5 separate regions of the Mus musculus genome follow, and all the other regions are linked to region 2. The links are chromatin contacts, called in public ChIA-PET, Hi-C and HiChIP or PLAC-seq maps. All regions are on one chromosome and are shown on one strand. The core of a region is the stretch at or near the end of the contact, and the rest is flanking DNA. Distances in the headings are between cores, read along the strand shown.

What was found. A called contact is a pair of places that touch in the nucleus more often than the background predicts. ChIA-PET counts read pairs in DNA pulled down with a chosen protein or histone mark. HiChIP or PLAC-seq counts read pairs in DNA pulled down with a chosen protein or histone mark.
Region 1: a contact with region 2 is called in a FOXA1 HiChIP or PLAC-seq map of pancreatic cancer cells. The contact joins the promoter of Tmem191c here to the promoter of Dgcr2 in region 2. A contact is called at or near these places in 2 of 115 datasets of contacts at active chromatin or transcription factors (memory CD8 T cells and pancreatic cancer cells) and 1 of 9 other capture datasets (adipose tissue).
Region 3: a FOXA1 HiChIP or PLAC-seq map of pancreatic cancer cells shows a contact between it and region 2. The contact joins the promoter of Ube2l3 here to the promoter of Dgcr2 in region 2. A contact is called at or near these places in 1 of 39 promoter capture datasets (liver) and 1 of 115 datasets of contacts at active chromatin or transcription factors (pancreatic cancer cells).
Region 4: a contact with region 2 is called in a Hi-C map of liver, with 3 times the contacts expected there. The contact joins the promoter of Serpind1 here to the promoter of Dgcr2 in region 2. A contact is called at or near these places in 1 of 39 promoter capture datasets (pre-B cells) and 1 of 484 Hi-C or Micro-C datasets (liver).
Region 5: a contact with region 2 is called in an RNA polymerase II ChIA-PET map of memory CD8 T cells, with 6 read pairs. The contact joins the promoter of Ppil2 here to the promoter of Dgcr2 in region 2. A contact is called at or near these places in 2 of 115 datasets of contacts at active chromatin or transcription factors (memory CD8 T cells and pancreatic cancer cells).

What each region holds. Positions count from the first base shown.
Region 1 is chr16:17,274,440-17,277,646 of GRCm38.p6, reverse strand. Tmem191c (transmembrane protein 191C) reads right to left here and starts at 1,347. Exons shown (of 10, transcript NM_177473.3): 1 at 1,179-1,347; 2 at 890-1,013; 3 at 760-810; 4 at 608-685; 5 at 397-453; 6 at 246-305; 7 at 55-119. The coding sequence starts at 1,333.
Region 2 is chr16:17,890,381-17,893,577 of GRCm38.p6, reverse strand. It overlaps Dgcr2 (DiGeorge syndrome critical region gene 2), which reads left to right and starts at 1,850. Exons shown (of 10, transcript NM_010048.3): 1 at 1,850-2,192. The coding sequence starts at 2,114.
Region 3 is chr16:17,199,544-17,202,847 of GRCm38.p6, reverse strand. Ube2l3 (ubiquitin-conjugating enzyme E2L 3) reads left to right here and starts at 1,356. Exons shown (of 4, transcript NM_009456.2): 1 at 1,356-1,413. The coding sequence starts at 1,387.
Region 4 is chr16:17,329,954-17,333,561 of GRCm38.p6, reverse strand. Serpind1 (serine (or cysteine) peptidase inhibitor, clade D, member 1) reads right to left here and starts at 2,191. Exons shown (of 5, transcript NM_008223.4): 1 at 2,115-2,191. All of the region lies in intron 19 of Pi4ka (phosphatidylinositol 4-kinase alpha), which reads left to right.
Region 5 is chr16:17,109,299-17,112,699 of GRCm38.p6, reverse strand. Ppil2 (peptidylprolyl isomerase (cyclophilin)-like 2) reads left to right here and starts at 1,448. Exons shown (of 21, transcript NM_001252444.1): 1 at 1,448-1,557; 2 at 3,006-3,055. The coding sequence starts at 1,526.

The DNA.
Region 1 (3,207 bases), core at 98-2,597, 620 kb after region 2:
AGCCACCAGGCTGGGCCTAGCACCTTCCGACGCCCTCCAAGTCCCAATTCTTACGGTTCCGAGCCACCGCGCGTAGCCTCCAGCGCAGCTGCTGCCTCCATCACTTTCCCCTGCAGCTCCTGAAGGATGGCAATAGGGATTCAGGGCAGAGGATGCGCTACATCGCGAGTCAGAGAGTAAGGAAGAAAGAGTCGAGGCCGCAGGGCATTCGAAAGAGAACCGCTGTCAGAAACGAGGGGTCACACCTGCAGGACTCCACTCTGCTCCTGGAAGCTGGCCCAGGCCTCTTCTGTCCGCTGCGCACCCTAGAAGCCAGGGGCTTGGTATGAGCATCGCAATGACAGGCCCTCCCCACACGCCTTCCCCCCCCCCCCCAGAGTCCAGCGCCATTCGCACCTGCCGCAGGTCCTCTGCCTGCATGCTGAATTTGGCCTCCGCCAGCTCCAGATGTTTCTTCGGGAGGATTCAAGTGATGTCAAGAACCTGAAGTCCTCGCACACCACTGGGCCTCGAGGCTCGGTCCCCGGCCTTGAAGGCTGATACTCTGCCCACAAATGCACATAACCCTGCCCACAGCCATACTCCGCCCACAGCCCCGCCCAAGTACCTGCAGCGCCACAAGCTGGTTCCCTAGTTGCTGCTCCGCTCGCTGTTGACTTAGCTGCTCCCCTCCATAGTAGAAAAGCTGGGGACCGAACTCGTGAGTGCCTGGCTCAAGGATCTTGGGGACTAGGGCATGATCTGAGACACTGCACGTACCTGACTGGACAGTTCCTCCCACTGTTCCTGCAGCTTCCGATTGTGTTGCTCCTGCGAACAGGGTCCAGGCTGTCTAGGCCCCTCCTCCAGCCTAGCCACCCCGGGAGCCGCCTCTTGCTCTTGCCCGCACCAGGTCCTGCCGGTGCTGCTCCGCCGCCTCCAGCAGCCCACGAGCCCGCTCCGCACGCTCCCGTGCCGCCTCACATGCCTCGCCTCGAATGGCTCGTGATGCTTGACTTCGTCTCCGCTGCAGGCTACACGGGGGAGGGGGAGAGGGGGCGGAGAATTGGTCTGGGATAAAACCAGGGAGCAAGATATTTTGGGAAGGAGCCGCCACCAGCCTGAGAGTTCCAGACTAGGGTCCCACTGCCTGGAGCGAGACTGCCAACAAGCCTGCCGGGGCCTCGGTGCCCTCGCACCTGCGCTCGCGCTCCCGCAGCTCCTCCAGGCGCCCGGTGAGGCTCTCGCTCTCGGCTTCCAGCCCACGCACCAGCTCTTCTAGCTCCTGCTTCCGCAGGCGGCCATCTCGGTTGTCCTTCTGCAGCTGCAGCAGCTGCTCCTGCGGCTCAGTCATGGCTCCAGAGCTCCGCCCCGACCTCCACCGCCTGGGTAACTTGGTGGCCCGCGTCACAATAGGCAGCAGAGGGCGCCCGAACCCAACCGAGACGGATCACGCCCGACCAATTCAGGTATACAAAGCCGGGCTTGGTTGCCCACATCTGTAATTCTATCTCTTGGAGGTGTGAGGGCACGAAGATCAGGAGTTCAAGGTCATCCTTTGCTACATACGGAGTTTGAAATTAGCCAAGGCTACATGCGGACCTGTCTCAAAAAAAAGAAAAACAAAACAAAAAACAAAAATATCACAGTCCAGATCTGATTGGTAAAAAGTTACTAAAGTTCTAAGGAAGGACCAGACTTGATGGTCCGTACCTTGTAATCCCAAAATACTAGAGGCTGAGGCAAGATCACCTAGAGTTCAAGGTCAGCCTAGAGGTCTAAACAAGACCCTGACTCAAAAGAAAATGAGGGCCGGGTGTGGTGGCCCACGCCTTTAATCCCAGCACTTGGGAGGCAGAGGCAGGCGGATTTCTGAGTTCAAGGCCAGCCTAGTCTACAGCCTGAGTTCCAGGACAGCCAGGGCTACACAGAGAAACCCTGTCTCGAAAAAACAAACAAACAAACAAAAACCAAAGAAAAAAAGAAAGAAAAAATGAGAGGGTTTGAGAGATGGCTCAATGGTTAAGAGCACTGACTGCTCTTCCAGAGGTTCTGAGTTCAATTTCCAGCAACCACATGGTGATCCACAACCATCTATAATGGGATCTGATACCCTCTTCCGGTGTGTCTGAAGACAGCTATAGTGTGTGAGTGTGTGTGTATGTGTGTGTGTAATCTTTTTTTTTTTTTTTTTTTTTAAAGAAGGACTGAAGACATGGCTCAGCGGTTAAGAGTATTGACTGCTCTTCTAGAGGTCATAAGTTCAATTCCCAGAAATCACATAGTGGCTCACAACCATTTGTAATGGGATCTGATGCCCTCAAGACAGTGACAATGTACTCATATAAATAAAAATAAATAAGTCTTTAAAAATAAATAAATTAGCCAGGCGGTGGTGGCACACGCCTTTAATCCCAGCACTCGGGAGGCAGAGGCAGGCGCATTTCTGAGTTCGAGGCCAGCCTGGTCTACAGAGTGAGTTCCAGGACAGCCAGGGCTATACAGAGAAATCCTGTCTCAAAAAAAAAATAATAATAATAATAAATAAAAATAAATAAATCTTAAGAGCCACAGTAGCTGTAACTACTGTAACTACAGGCTAAACCAGGTGTGCCTCACCTTAGATTCTGAGTGACCAAGCAGGGAGTGCTAAACTTTTGAGAAAAACATTTTTTTGTTGCTGTTGTTTTTTCGAGACAGGGTTTCTCTGTGTAGCCCTGGCTGTCCTGGAACTCACTTTTGTAGACCAGGCTGGCCTTGAACTCAGAAATCTGCCTGCCTCTGCCTCCCAAGTGCTGGGATTAAAGGCATGCGCCACCGTGCCCGGCTTGAGAAAAACATTTAAAATTAAAATTTTTAATGTTTTTCTCCCCCATGTGCTATGAAACTTTGTCGTGGTCTCAGTGGCTGGATTTTCCCTAGCATAGTGCCGTGCTGAGTGGTGCTGAAGGACCTGGGAGGACCTGGGTGCTAGGGTGGCCTGATGGTCTCTTTTCTCCATGGTTTCAGCTCTAGAGAACCTTTGATTGGGCTTGTGTGGTATGAGTAAGAAAAGGAGGGATGTAGTTTTGTGATCTAGGGGTTCTGTTAGCTCAAGGGGTCTCATTCTGCAGCCAGGCTGGTCTTGACACAACCCCTTACTTCCCTAGGAACCTGCTTAATCATTTTCTTCAATTTATTTCTCTCTCTCTCTCTCTCTGTGTGTGTGTGTGTGTGTGTGTGTGTGTG
Region 2 (3,197 bases), core at 601-3,100:
TAACCCTTAAAGTCACTGAGAAGGTGACTTCAGTGGGTGAAGTCACAAAGGAGTAATGCCCAGGGGGAAATGAGGCTATTGCCTGGGGTGCTTGGACTTAGAACCTGGAAGGTCTGTCAGTGTACTGGAGCATACTGAAGGTGAACAAACTCGTTTGTGCTTGGCTCCAGCCTGAGGTAAGGGGCTTCACCTTTTTTTTTTAAAAGATTTATCTATTTATTTTATGCATATGAGTACACTGCAGCTGTACAGATGGTTGTGAGCCTTCATGTGGTTGTTGGGAGTTGAAATTTTAGGACCTCTGCTTGCTGCTCACTCCGGCCCAAAGATTTATTTATTATTATAAGTACACTGTAGCTGACTTCAGATGTACTCATTGCAGGTAGTTTTGAGCCACCATGTGGTTGCTGGGATTTGAACTCAGGACCTTTGGAAGAATAGTTAGTATTCTTACCTGCTGAGCCATCTCACCAGCCTGGGGCTTCACCTTTTAAAAGAGCACTTTTGAATGTGTTTTGGGCCCTGAGACAGACCTGGGCCGACTTCAGGTTCTTTATCTCCTGGCCCAGTGGTGGTAGTGGTGGTGGTGGGTTAAGGAGTTAACTCTGTGCTTTCATTGTACCGCTCAGCCAGACTTCTCACTTCCTGTCCTGCTCTTTTCTCTTCCAAACCTTTCCTGGACTCTTAACGGCGGCTCTGCAGGTGGACAGTTGGCAGGAAGACTGCACTTGGCTGAGTTCCCTCCAAAGGACCTGCCCAACTCAGAGCTCTGGCTGAGCTCCCAGGGCAGATTTGCAGTGGGGGTGGGTATGGGGGCAGAAGGCTAGGCCTGGATCTTGTACTCAGTGCTGGGAATGTGCCATAAAACTATCTGAGTGCCCAGAGCAGCACTGGACAGGTACCCTTGCTTCTGCCAGCAAGGAACCCCCCATCTGTTGTGACAAGTCCTATGTCCAACATCTTGGGCCAAGACCTGGTAAAGTTGGAATGTCTGACGACTTGACCTTGACTTTACCTACCTATAACAAGTTAGCATCTTTCACTCATGGCTCCATGTATCTATCGTAGGTTGAAATCCTGGGACTTTGGTGGAGGGGCAATAAGAGTGAGTCAGATATGCTGGAGGTGACTGGCCTTCCCCACTTTTCACTTCCTTCCCCTGAACAGATTGGTTTTTCATTTGCTGTCTCTCCTTCCACGTTCATGCTGTTCATGAAGGCAGGTGTGAGTTTAGCATGTGGAGCCTTGTTCCCAGGCTTTAGCCCTGTCTCTGCCTGGGCTTTTTTTCTCCATTGTATAGGCAGCTCCTTCCCCAGATCTGGTCCAGAGACTCTGGGCTTCTCTGTTAGATTCTGACATCCATTAAGCCATTTCCTCCTCTGTTGATATTCTTTGTGCCATTCCCTGATCCACAGAGACTGCTGGTCCTTTATTTTCACTAGAGCTCTTCACTTTCTTCACAGCCGTTCGGCGTTTAGAAGACCACTTTAGGGAATATGTTGGCACTGGGACAGACCTGGGCCTCCAGGAGTAAAGATCGTTCAGGTCCAGCTATACCTCCTCAATTCACTAATCCCGGATTCCCCACTCCTACCCACCCCAGACCCTGGCGCCAGCACTGTCAGTCCTTGTGACCCTACCAGCACTAGGGACCCCTTTTGGTACCTCGCTGCCAAGGCTGCGTCCCACCTCTCGGTTCAGCCAATGGCACGCCTCATTTCCTGCTAGCCCCGCCCTTGGCCCCGCCCACTCGCTCATTCCCTAGGCCTCTCGTGCTCATGCCCCGCCCCGCGTCTGGAGCTCGGGTCCTACCTCCCTCCGCCACCCCACCCCCCGCCCAGCTCGGCGTTCATTGGTTAGTGCGGGCCGGAGGCGGGGTGGCGCGGGCCGGAGCAGGACGGCCGCCATCTTGCGCGAGCCGGAATCTCATCCCGCTCCTGCGGCCTAGAGTGCGCGCGAGTCGGTGGCGTTCTCTTGCCGCGGCCCAGCTGGATCCCTCGCCTGCCGCCCCTCAGCCCCAGGTCGGAGTCCGGCCTTCACCCACTCCTCTCGGCCAGGTCCGGCCTCCCCGCGGGGTCACGCGGCTGCCCCGGGGACGATGAACGGAGGATAAATGGTGCCCAAGGCAGACAGCGGTGCCTTCCTGCTGCTCTTCCTGCTGGTTCTCACTGTCACCGAGCCGCTGCGGCCAGGTGCGCGGTGCTGAGGGTGGGGGCGCGGTCGGGGGTGGGGCTGCGGACGTCCGTTCCCCCGCGGCTGCTGGGGGCTACTGCTCCTCGGCCCGGCACAGGCGAGGCCTGGCCGCGGGCCTCTGGGCGTCCCCTGCCCTGGCACAAATTGGAGTGTACCAGGGTTCGGAGCCTCGAGGATGTTGCCTTTAGACCCAGGTCCACCGAGCGCCGCGTGCTCTGGGACCCACTGGCCAGGAGCTGCGTCTCGGGCGCACCCTTCTGCTTGGCTGAGTGGAAGTCTTGGAAGCAGCTTGTGGAGGCACCTGGTGCCCCAAGTGTCCGCCCAATTGTGGCCTAGTGCCAGCGTTTCAGCCCTGGACAGCGATGTCTGGTTGCTCATTGCCACTTAGTGAAACGCTTTATCACAGAAGTCCAGCCCTGCCCAAAGGAGGTACTGGGAGTAAACTGAGTACCAGGTGCAGGGGAGAGTCCTTTCAGCGGTGCCTGGCACTTAGTGCTTTGTGTGGTGTGATTAACTACTTTTGATACTCCCTTGGAGTTTTGTGTGGTGGGGAACCTCAGGTCCCTTTTCTGCTTATTTCAGATACTTCTGAACTGTGCCCCCCCCCCTGCAAAAAAAAACCTTCACTGCACCCTACTTCCGCAACAAAGCCAGGTCAATTTATCCATCAGGCACAGGAATACCAGTACAGCCTCACTGTCCCTTTAGGGATCCCAGCAGGGATGTCTTGTCTGTGAACTTTCAGAGACTCCTCTGTACTAGGGCGGTGGTAAGTAGAGCTCTTAATGCTTTTAGCAGAGGAAGGTTCCCATGAAGGAATGCCCCAGGCAAGTCTTCTATGGGTGACATCATGACTGGGTGTCAGAACAGGTGGGTGCACCCTCAGCAGTGTCCTATCTCAGCTCCCATCCTGCAACATATTTCAATGCTTGGCTTTGTGCTTTTGTCCCATGTGGAAATGTCTGCCAGAGCCTCAGTGACCAAGCCCAAGACAACACTCAACT
Region 3 (3,304 bases), core at 107-2,606, 690 kb after region 2:
AAACAAGAACAACAAAACAAACAAACAAACAAAAAAAGAGTTATATTGTTTGAACCAAATTTGAAAACCTCTGAATTAAGTGTCCTGAATATTCTGCTGAATGAAAGCAATGCATTCTCTTCACATTTCTGTCGGCCTCATGTTGCCAGCTCTGTACTGCTAGTTTCTCCTTAGAGCTTCAGCCCTTTTGAGACATGGAGTCTGGGGTCTTGGTGGCCTAGCCCACCATTCCCCCACTGGTGTCAAGTGATTTTCCCTTAGGGAGTCTATTAATTTTAGATAGAAAGGGCATCAAAAGACCAAAGCAAAAATCCTTTCTAATGGGCACATGGATGTTACTCATGGAGTACAGGTACTTTCAGAACTTGAGGGTGGAAGCTGGAGGATCAGGAGTTTAAGGTCATCTTTAGTTATATAGTGAATTTTGAGGCCACCTTAGGCTACATGAGGCCTTATCTACATCTCATCTCCCAACCTCCAACACTTCTCCACTTGTAAAAGCACTGAGTGAGTGTAGGGTTTGCCTTCTGGCAGTTTCTTTCTTCCTCTCTGGATATTTCAGCCATTACTAGGATCATACTATGTAGCTAGGCTGGCTAGAATCTATATTCTGCTTGCCTCTGCCTCCCTCTGCAGGAATTAAAGGCACAATCCACTTATCTTCGGCTGCCCTGCACTGTCTTATTCATGGTATTTCTTCAGTGAGCCTTCCTGAGAAGCAGATCCTGTAGTTCTTGTGTGTAGGAGGCTGTATGTGAATGTTAGTGTGGGCGTGCACACACATGCATGTGGAGACCTGAGGTCCACAGAATTCTTTCCTTGTTTGTACTTTACAGGTTTTCTCCTTGAATCTGAGGCTCACCATCAATTCAGTTAGGCAGGTTAGAAAAAGAACTTCAGAGATCTAACTGTAACTTACCTCCCCTAGTGCTAATGACCATGCTTGCTTCTGTGTGGGTTCTTGGGAACCCAAATTCAGGTCCTTCTTGATCAGGCAGGCACTTTACCGATTGTATTACGTGTTCAGTAACAGAATAACTTTCTCATCTCCCAGTTTTGATTTCTTCACAATGTTTAGTAGTGCCTGAAATAATCTTGATTATTCTATTATTTTGTGTACACACTATTTATAGTGCACCTACTATGTGTCAAGCACTGTATGTACTTGCCATAGGATTGGAGGCGCCATAAAGTAAGGATCTTTAACTGTCCAGGTCACTCGAGTCTACACAGGATTCTATAGCCCTGGGACCTGCACACAGTAGGCACATTTCTCTATTCCGCGCTCTTCCCGGTTAGCCCCTCCCCCGCTCCAGGAAGTGAGGGGGTTCTAGCCGCCTGGCCTACCGCGATGCATTTTGGGAAAGCAGCAGCACCAGATCCAAGATGGCGGCCAGCAGGAGGCTGATGAAGGTAAAAGCCATTCTCTGGCGCTGGCCAGGCGGGGGGCGGCGTCCCCGGGCCGGGACCCCTACGGCGGGCCGCGGTTCCTTGGGGCGACGCCGTTCTTCATCCCTCATTGCGTGGCCCCGCTGTGCCGCGTGCGGAGAGATCTAACGGGGCCGCCTAGGCCGCAGCCTGGGCGGGAGCGCAAGGCCGCGCTGAGAGCCGCCGCTGCCGGCCCTTCGGATCAGCCTGGGCAGTTCTCGAGCCCCCTCCTCCTGGAGCGAAGCCGGGCCCTCCGTCGCAGCGGCCGCGGTCCGGGTCGAGGACGCCGTTGATGTGTGGGCCGGGCCTGGAGGCCCCAAGCTGGGCGCCCTCGGGGAAGAAAGCCGGAGCCCCGGCTGGGAGTACGCGCCGCGGAGCCGCCCGGTCCTGGGCCGCGGTCGCCGTTCTCTGAGCCCCATTCCGCCAGCCCACAGCTCCGGGACCGGGAGGCTGCGAGGCCCGAGACGGGAAAGGAAGGAGGAGGGCAGGCGGCCAAAGTTAGGTCAGTTAGTTGGTGGTCTTTTGAAATTGTGTTGGGTCCACGCAAACTGTCGCCTTGTGACTGCAGAGTCACACAGCCGACAAGTTCCAACTCTAGGAAGGCGTGGGGTCGTCTCCCTGCGTAGCTAGGTTCTCTTTTCTATCCACCTCTTAGTCATCCGCATCTCCTTTCCCTGATGAAGGGTGGGGGTTGGTTTCTGTCGTTGAAATCAAAACCTGCCAAAGTTTACGAAAATAACTTGGTATACGCACTTTGTATCTTGAATGTATGGGAGTGTCACTTCACTAATTGGCTCCTTTGGTGAAGCATACAATATAGGTGCTCAGTTGGAGTTTTTCACGAGTAGATCTGCGGACATCCTCTAAAGATAACCCGCCAGTGTTTGAGTGCTACCTGGTAGTGCGGCCGAGCTCTCGCCGGACCGGAAATAAAAAAGGTCGCAGGAGCTGGCTCTTGAGACCAAATTTGTATTTGGTTGATGGAGTCACTGGAAACAAAAGAAAGCCATTTGCTCACTGAAACCTAGAGAGAACATTTGATAAAACTAGAGTGGAAGTGGGCACAAAACAATTGTGATCAAACCCCCTTATCTGTTCTGCGGGTGACACTCCATCATTTACCTACAGGAAAGGAATGCTAATCACTTCCGTGTTCAAACCCCAAAAGTTGTCGTCCCTTCAGCCTTGTGGGTTTCAGTTTAGGAAGATTTCGTGACTGCATGCTGTTTTCTTGTAATTTGATGACATGAATTCATCTGCCTTTTCTCAGGTCCCCTTCTCTATCCTTTTCCATGGTTACCCTTCTTGGGCTCCAGAGTTCTTTTCTCTAAAGCAAGTATTTAGTCCTTTCCTTCTGGTTAAAATCCTCTCTGGTTTTGTCCTTAGAAATTCTGACTTTAAACATTTGTAAGTACATTTCTCTCTGTGTCTGTCTGTCTGTCTGTCTGTCTGTGTGTGTGTGTGAGGGGCACATTGTGTCACAGCGTTCATGTGGCGGTCAGAGGATAACTTGTTTGTTCTCTTTTTCCACCACGGGTCCAGTGTGGCTCGAACTCTGGTGGGTAAGCTTACCTGTGAGCTATCTTTCAGCCTAATCCTAACTTCTTACTTGGCCTGAGAGACCTTTCTTGGAAAGCAGCCTCCCAGTCTCACCTCCAACTTAGGAGTTTCTAGATGCTCTTGCACCTTATTGCACCAGCTACCATTTTCCCAATTTTTATTGTGTGCTTCATATTCATGACCATGATCAATATTCTCTTCGAGTTAGATACTACTATTCCTGTTCTGTAGAAGAGAGCAGAGAACGCAAAGATTCTTTGGCCTCTGCCCCACAAAGGAGAAGATAATGTATGATTTAACTCCGCTCCATGTGAGT
Region 4 (3,608 bases), core at 942-3,441, 560 kb after region 2:
ACCAGGTTGGCCTTGAACTCAGAAATCCGCCTTCCTCTACCTCCCAAGTGCTGGGATTAAAGGTGTGTACCACCACCTCCTGGCCACAGGATTGTTTTAATCATAACTTAGGGACTTTTTAAAAAGACACTGTGCATCTCAGGCTAGCTGAAAATCTTGTGTACCAAGGCTGACCTTACGTTTCTGACCTTTTGATTATACCTCCTTATTTGTAGACCGATATCACCATACCTATACTGTACAGTGCTGCAATGAGTCAGGGCTGTCAGTGCTAGGAGTATGCTCTCCCAGCTGAGGTACATCTACAGCTGGCTGGGGGCTTCTGAAGTGCTTATTTTGGAAAAAGAGCCACATGCTTTCTGACTGTGAATAAGCCCGATCCATCTCAGCACTTTGCTGAGACTCATGGCTACATAATCTACACATGTGGAACAATTACTGGAAACAGTATCTAATGTAAATAGAACTAGTTTCAAGATAAAATCAGGCATGGGTATCATTGAAATTAAGTGGGCTAGAGAGGGGGCTCAGCAGTTAGTACGAGAGTTCAGGTCCCAGCCCTCCAGGTGGGTGGCTCAGCCATCTGTAACTCCAGCTGCAAGGAGTTTTGTACCCTTCTGGCAGTCTGCACAATGTGGTGCATACTTGAACAGACAAGTGCATATGCACAAATAAAAAAACTTAATGGAAGCCTTTTTATGATTACAGTTAAAAATTTCCTTGGCTAAAACAGTAGTTACAATAATGTTAAAGAACAAAAGAAAAGCCAACTTGAATTAATGTAGGTTCAAGGAGACTAGTCTGAGCCCAAATAGAAAAGATGTTCTTCATCTTATCCTGGAACTCAGAACACATTCTGGTTTGGTTAGGTTGGGTTGGGTTGGGTTGGTTCTGAAGGGTAAGCATCATATACCCTGTTCCTGAAGGTATGTCCAAAAGCCATAAGCCATAATTTTCATTATTCTCTTCTTAGAGAAAGGAAAAAATGTAGTTATTTTATGCATTGAAAATTAACGATCTGACAGATAAATCTTTCTATATTGCTCATCAGTTTCATTAAAAAAAAATTAAGGCATTTAAAAATACCTGTAAGTTGTGTATGCGTTCAAATTGCTGTCTTTGAATTAAAGTGCTATAATTTTAAGATATTCATCAAAATTTTGTTTTCATGGGAACATCATATAGTGTATTCTTGAGAGTTGCATGGATTGGAGTTGGCCTTTTTGTATATGTGTCATAAAGAACACCATTTCCTACTGTGATCTCTCCAGATCCAAACAGAACAAGCAAGAAGGGAAACCTTTTTATGTTAAAATAACTTCAAACTTACAGAAGAATTGAAAGAATAGAGTAGCAGAGCAGCCACTGTGTTCCCTTTACTGTTGTGTGCGTGTGTGGTGTGATGTGGTGTGTGTGTGTCACGGTGTGGTATGTGTGTGTGTGGTGTGTGTATGTGTGTGGTGTGGTGTGGTGTGTGTGTGTGGTATGGTATGTGGTGTGGTATGATATGTGTGTGGTGTGGTGTGGTATGGTGTGGTATATGTGTGGGGTGTGTTGGTGTGTGTGTCGTGTGGTATGGTGTATGTGCGTGTGTATGTGTGGTGTGTGTGTATGATGTGATGTGGTGCACATGGGGGGGTACATGTATATGTATCAACATATGTACACGTTTTCTGGGCATTTTGAGGTTAGATCTCTTACATTCCTCTAACCTTTAATAGTAATGCTTAGGTGGAAACTTCCTCTAGAACAAGAATATTCTCATTCTTAATCACTAGACAATTATCTAATTTGAAAAGAAATTGATTTTGTGCCCTAGGGTGATAGATACCCAGGGGCTACAAGTGCTGGAATTTCAATCTTGTGCTGCCATGCCCAGTTTCCAGTATAAAGTATCAAAGGTATAATAATCTTGTCTCTTAAAATTCAAATTCCATTTTTGTCAGTTGTACCAATATTAATATTAAACTAAACATTAAACTAAATTTTAAAGAATATTAAACTAAATTTTAAAAATAACATATTCTTTTCTCAATAAAGGAACCAATTGTTTAGCTCTAAGCATTAAAAATAAAAATTTATAATTGGCAAAAAATGTTAGAAACCAAACTTACCTCTGTACCTCTGAGCAGTGGTGTGGCAGAGATGAGACCAGAGAAGGTCAGCAGCAGGTTTCAATGTGAACTTTGGTGCTGGGCTGTTGTGTGTTTTCCAAAGCAAATATGTCCTAACTCAAACACCACTCAAGTAGCTTTGTCAGCAGAACCCTTTCAGCTCACTTTGATCACTTAGGGACAAGCTACTTCCAAACTACAGTTCTGTGTGGCTGCTGTGTGGCTGTTGAGTGTTCCTATCTGTGTCAGCACGTCTGCACCATCTTGTTCAGCACATCTCGCTGAAGTTATGCATACCTGAGGCACTGTTCAGTGTCCTGGGAGCCATGTCTTCCCCTGCTGGGTCTCCGTCTGTGTGAAGGCTGCTACACAATAGATGGAGTTACCTTAAGTTCACGGGAAGCTTTTTCCTCACTGAAAGGGGAAGGGGAAAGTTAAGGTTGGTGACTTAGGAAATGCATAAATTGGTGTAGACCTTTGGAGTTGTTTGTTTGTTTGTTTGTTTTCAAGACGGGTTTCTCAGTGTAGCCCTGGCTGTCACTATGTAGACCAGACTGGCTTTGAACTCACAAGAGATCTGCCTGTCTCTGCCTCCTGAGTGTTGAAATTGAAGGCATGTACCACTATGTCTTGCCCTCAAAAACTTTTAAAATGTTGTTTTTACTGTCATTCCTCAGCATATAGTTACCAAATTAATATATCTTTGGATTATATTGTACTAAGTTGTATCTGTGTGAGAGTGTATATATGTGTCTTTGTGCGTGTGTGTGTCTGAAAGAGAATGTGTGTGTGAGAGAGTGTGTGTGTGTTTGTATGAGAGAGTGTGTGTGCATGTATGTGTGTATAAGTGAGAGAGAGGGAGGGAGAGAATGTGTGTGTGTGTGTGTGTGTGTGTGTGTGTGTGTGTGTGTGTGTGTGTGTGTGTTAACTCCACATACATCTCTACCAGGAGCAGCATCGAGTTGCTCAGAGAGACTCTCCAGTCTATTAGGGACTGCTTTGCAGCTTCAGCCCTAGCAGGCTCTGAGCCCTTGGTACTTAAATGCTGTTTCTCTTTGGTGCATCTTCCTTGCAGAGCAGTATGTGGGTGTCACTTGGATGTCACTTTTCTGTCTTAGGAAACCATATTGAGCACCTTGACTGAAACTATAGTTAGCATTCTCTCCTGTAAAGAAAAAATGCTGGATGTGGTATGTTAGGTACTTTTGCTGTGGTATGTTACAGGAGAAAGGGTTAATAGGACTTAAGTTTGCAGAGGGTTAGAGTCTGTGATGGTAGAGTGAAGGCATGACCACAGGAACTTCAAGAGTTCACATGAACTACAAGCAGGAGGCAAGGGCACACTGGGAGTGGGCCAAGTCTTTTGAAATGTCAAACACCACCCAAAATACACACCTCCTAGTCCTTGACAAACAGTTCCACAGCTAGGGACCAAGTTTTCACACATATGAGCCTCTTATTCAGACACCACAGATGACTCAAACTACTGCTCTG
Region 5 (3,401 bases), core at 199-2,698, 780 kb after region 2:
CTGCCTCCCAAGTACTGGTAGTTTTGTTTAGTTTTGATTTGCTTTTGAGACATGGTTTCTCTACTCACTGTAGACCAGGCTGGCCTCAGACTCATAGAGATCTGCTTGCTTCTGCCTCCCAAGTGTACACCACCATACTGGGCTAAAAGATCTTTTGAGGTAAGATTTATTTGGAAGGCAGAAGTTATGAAGTAAGAAGCTGACAGGATGACTGCCTTTGGCTAACTGGGTGGATGGTGGTCCTTGTTAATCCTGCCAAATGAGAATCAGACCAGTGACCCAGATTTTTTGGTTGCATTTTCAGTTAGACAGGGTTATCTCCCTAAAGTAGGATTTGAGAGCATAGTCTCAAAGGAGAATTTTTTTTTTTAATATCCCCCAAACTGCAAGGCTAGGGGGTTTCTAATGTTTTATGTTTATGTAGGAATTTGACAAGACATCTTAAAATTATTTGGTTGAAGATCTTATCAGGAGGTTAGGGTTAGGGTATGGAACATACCATTTAGCATCAAAGTGGAGATTTGGAACAAGGAAATTAAGAATTCTTTGATCAGCCAGGCGGTGGTGGCACACACCTTTAATCCCAGCACTTGGGAGGCAGAGGCAGTGGATTTCTGAGTTCCAGGCCAGCCTGATCTATAGAGTGAGCACCAGGACAGCCAGGGCTACACAGAGAAACCCTGTCTCAAAAAACAAAAACAAACAAAAACCCAGCTTAGGGTGGAGAGATGCCTTAACAAATAAGAGCTGTGCAAGTCTGGCAAAGAGAACCAACTCCTCACTTGTCCTCTGAGCTCTACACTTGTGGCATGGCCACTATTTAACCACACACACAATTTTAAAAAGGAAACTTGGGGCCGGGCATGGTGGCACACTCCTCTAGTCCCAGCACTCGGGAGGCAGAGGCAGGCGGATTTCTGAGTTCGAGGCCAGCCTGGTCTACAGAGTGAGTTCCAGGACAGCCAGGGCTACACAGAGAAACCCTGTTTCGAAATACCAAAAAAAAAAAAAAAAAAGGAGACTTGGGACCCATTCTCCCGGCACATGAGACCCAGACCAAAGATCTGGCCACAGAAGGAGCAGAGAGGGCTTGGTCATCTGCCAGCTGATGGGCCTGAAGGGCGTGGGGACCGAACGAGAGAAGAGTTGAGTATACACATGGACATGGCTTTAGAGAAGGTGAAAAAGGTTGAAGATCTTTAGATACAAAGGAGGTGAGTCTGAGTGAGTCTGCCTAGCATAGCATGGACTGAACAAGTAGCCAGACAGTGCATAGAAAAGTTTTTGAGGGCTTGGGGGAGGCAACGCAGTATGGTGGGAGACAGGAAAAGTGGATTCTACTCAAAGTTAGCAAGCTTCAGCCTAGCACGGTGCCTGCACCCAGCACCTGGACACCTGGAAACCACAATTCCCAGAATGCTTTCTTCCAACTTCCGGGATCCAGTGCGTCGATCTCCGGAAGTAGTTGAGAAAGCGGAGGCGCCATAGTCAGTGTCTGCTGTGGTCTCTTCGGTTTGTTGCCACCATGGGGAAGCGACAGCACCAGAAGGACAAGATGTAAGTTGGGTCGCGTCTCTCGTCTCAGCTCGTCGCCGTGCTGAAGGCTATCATCTGAAAGCCTCAGCTCTCACAGGCGCGGTCTCGTCCCTCAGTGCAGCCTACGCGGGCCAGGGCGTTCTACCGCCGGACTAACTAACTTCCGGGATTTCCCTACCCCTAGCCTTTCTGCGAACGAGTTTTGCCCCTGAGTTGGTTGTCCGCTTCGTCCTGGCTCTAGTCTGAGAGCCTACACACAGGCGACAGCCTTCAAGTTGAAGATAGGCGGGTCGTGCTCCATGTTCCCCTCCCATTTGCTGCTGCTGTACTTTCTGTTTTCTGTTGTCTCTTCAGATGCTCCCCGCCCCTAGCTGCTTGCAAGGATATCTTTGACTTCTGTATTGCCAGATCTAGTATCCAGCTTTTCAGTCCTTGGGCTTCTTCCCTTTCCAAAAGTAGCCTTTAGTGAGATCTTACATGCGCTTAGTAGTTTTTTTTGTTTGTTTTTGTTTTTGTTTTTGTTTTTCAAGATAGGGTTTCTCTGTGTAGCCCTGGCTGTCCTGGAACTCACTTTGTAGATCAGGCTGGCCTCGAACTCAGAAATCCCCTTGCCTCTGCCTCCCGAGTGCTAGGATTAAAGGCTTGGCGCTTAGTAATTTAATCTGCGAATGATCTCTATTTCATTCCTCTTTGCTGGGCTTCCCCTCCCCTTGTCCCAGACCTCGGGGGTGTTTCCTTCATCCCTGTGGTGGATCTGTTCAAAGAGTCTCTTGCACTAAGTCAGCAGCTTTCACTCAGTTCTCCACTTGGAAAACTTACAGCTTTTTCAAAACTAGTATGCTAAAAGGGAACTTGATAATTTTCACACCTAAGCCTGCCGTTTCTTATCCTAGCTCAGTGGTTACATAGTGGGTCCCTGATTTACTATATATAGACTGAAGACAATTCTCATCCTAACAGAAGAACAACCGCACAGAGCAACTGGAGCTATGTTAGATCATGTCTGGGTCCTGCTCAAAATCACCCACCAGCTTCCCATCACACTTAGGCAAATAGAGAGTACTCTCCTTGATCTTTGACTCATTTTTGACTCGGCCGCTGTCCTTGCTTCTGTGTCTTTTTCTGCTGCTACGTACCTCATCACACTCTTCCTCTGCTGTCTCCTTTCTGGAACAGATTCAGCTTGTCCTGTTCCAGCCTCAGTAAGTGTTATTCCTGTAAAGGGCTTCCCCAGAGCTTTGTGTGCCTAGCTCTTCCTGTCAGATAGTCTATAAGTCCAGTTCATTTCCTTCTGGACAAGGTGCTGTTGATGTTTCTTTATCTCTCCATCTTTTGTCCTTCTTATGTGCCACACAATGCAGATGTTTAATGTGATTTGACAAGTGAGTGGGCGTTCTGTCATAAGTTACTTTTACAGCTTCTGTCCTGTCCGTGGCAGGACCCAGTAACACATGCTCTGTCTTCCTCAGGTATATCACTTGTGCTGAGTACACTCATTTCTATGGTGGCAGGAAGCCAGGTAAGGGGATGCTGGTGGTCCTGAAGAATGCTGTCTCCTGTGATCCAGAGCTATCCAGAACACTGACATTATAGTAGATAACGAGACGGTCCATAGTTGATAAAAAGAGGACATATACTCAACATAGTACAGTATACTTCCATCTTAGAGGAGAATACTTAAAAATATAACTCTTTCAAGTTCAGGCCTTTTCCTTAGGAAGTGCTATAGCCTTCTTTCTTTCTTTCTTTCTTTCTTTCTTTCTTTCTTTCTTTTTTGTTTTTTGTTTTTTTGTTTTTTTTTGTTTTTTTTTGAGGCAGAATTTCTCTGTGTAGCCTTGGATGTCCTGGAACTCACTCTGTCTGTA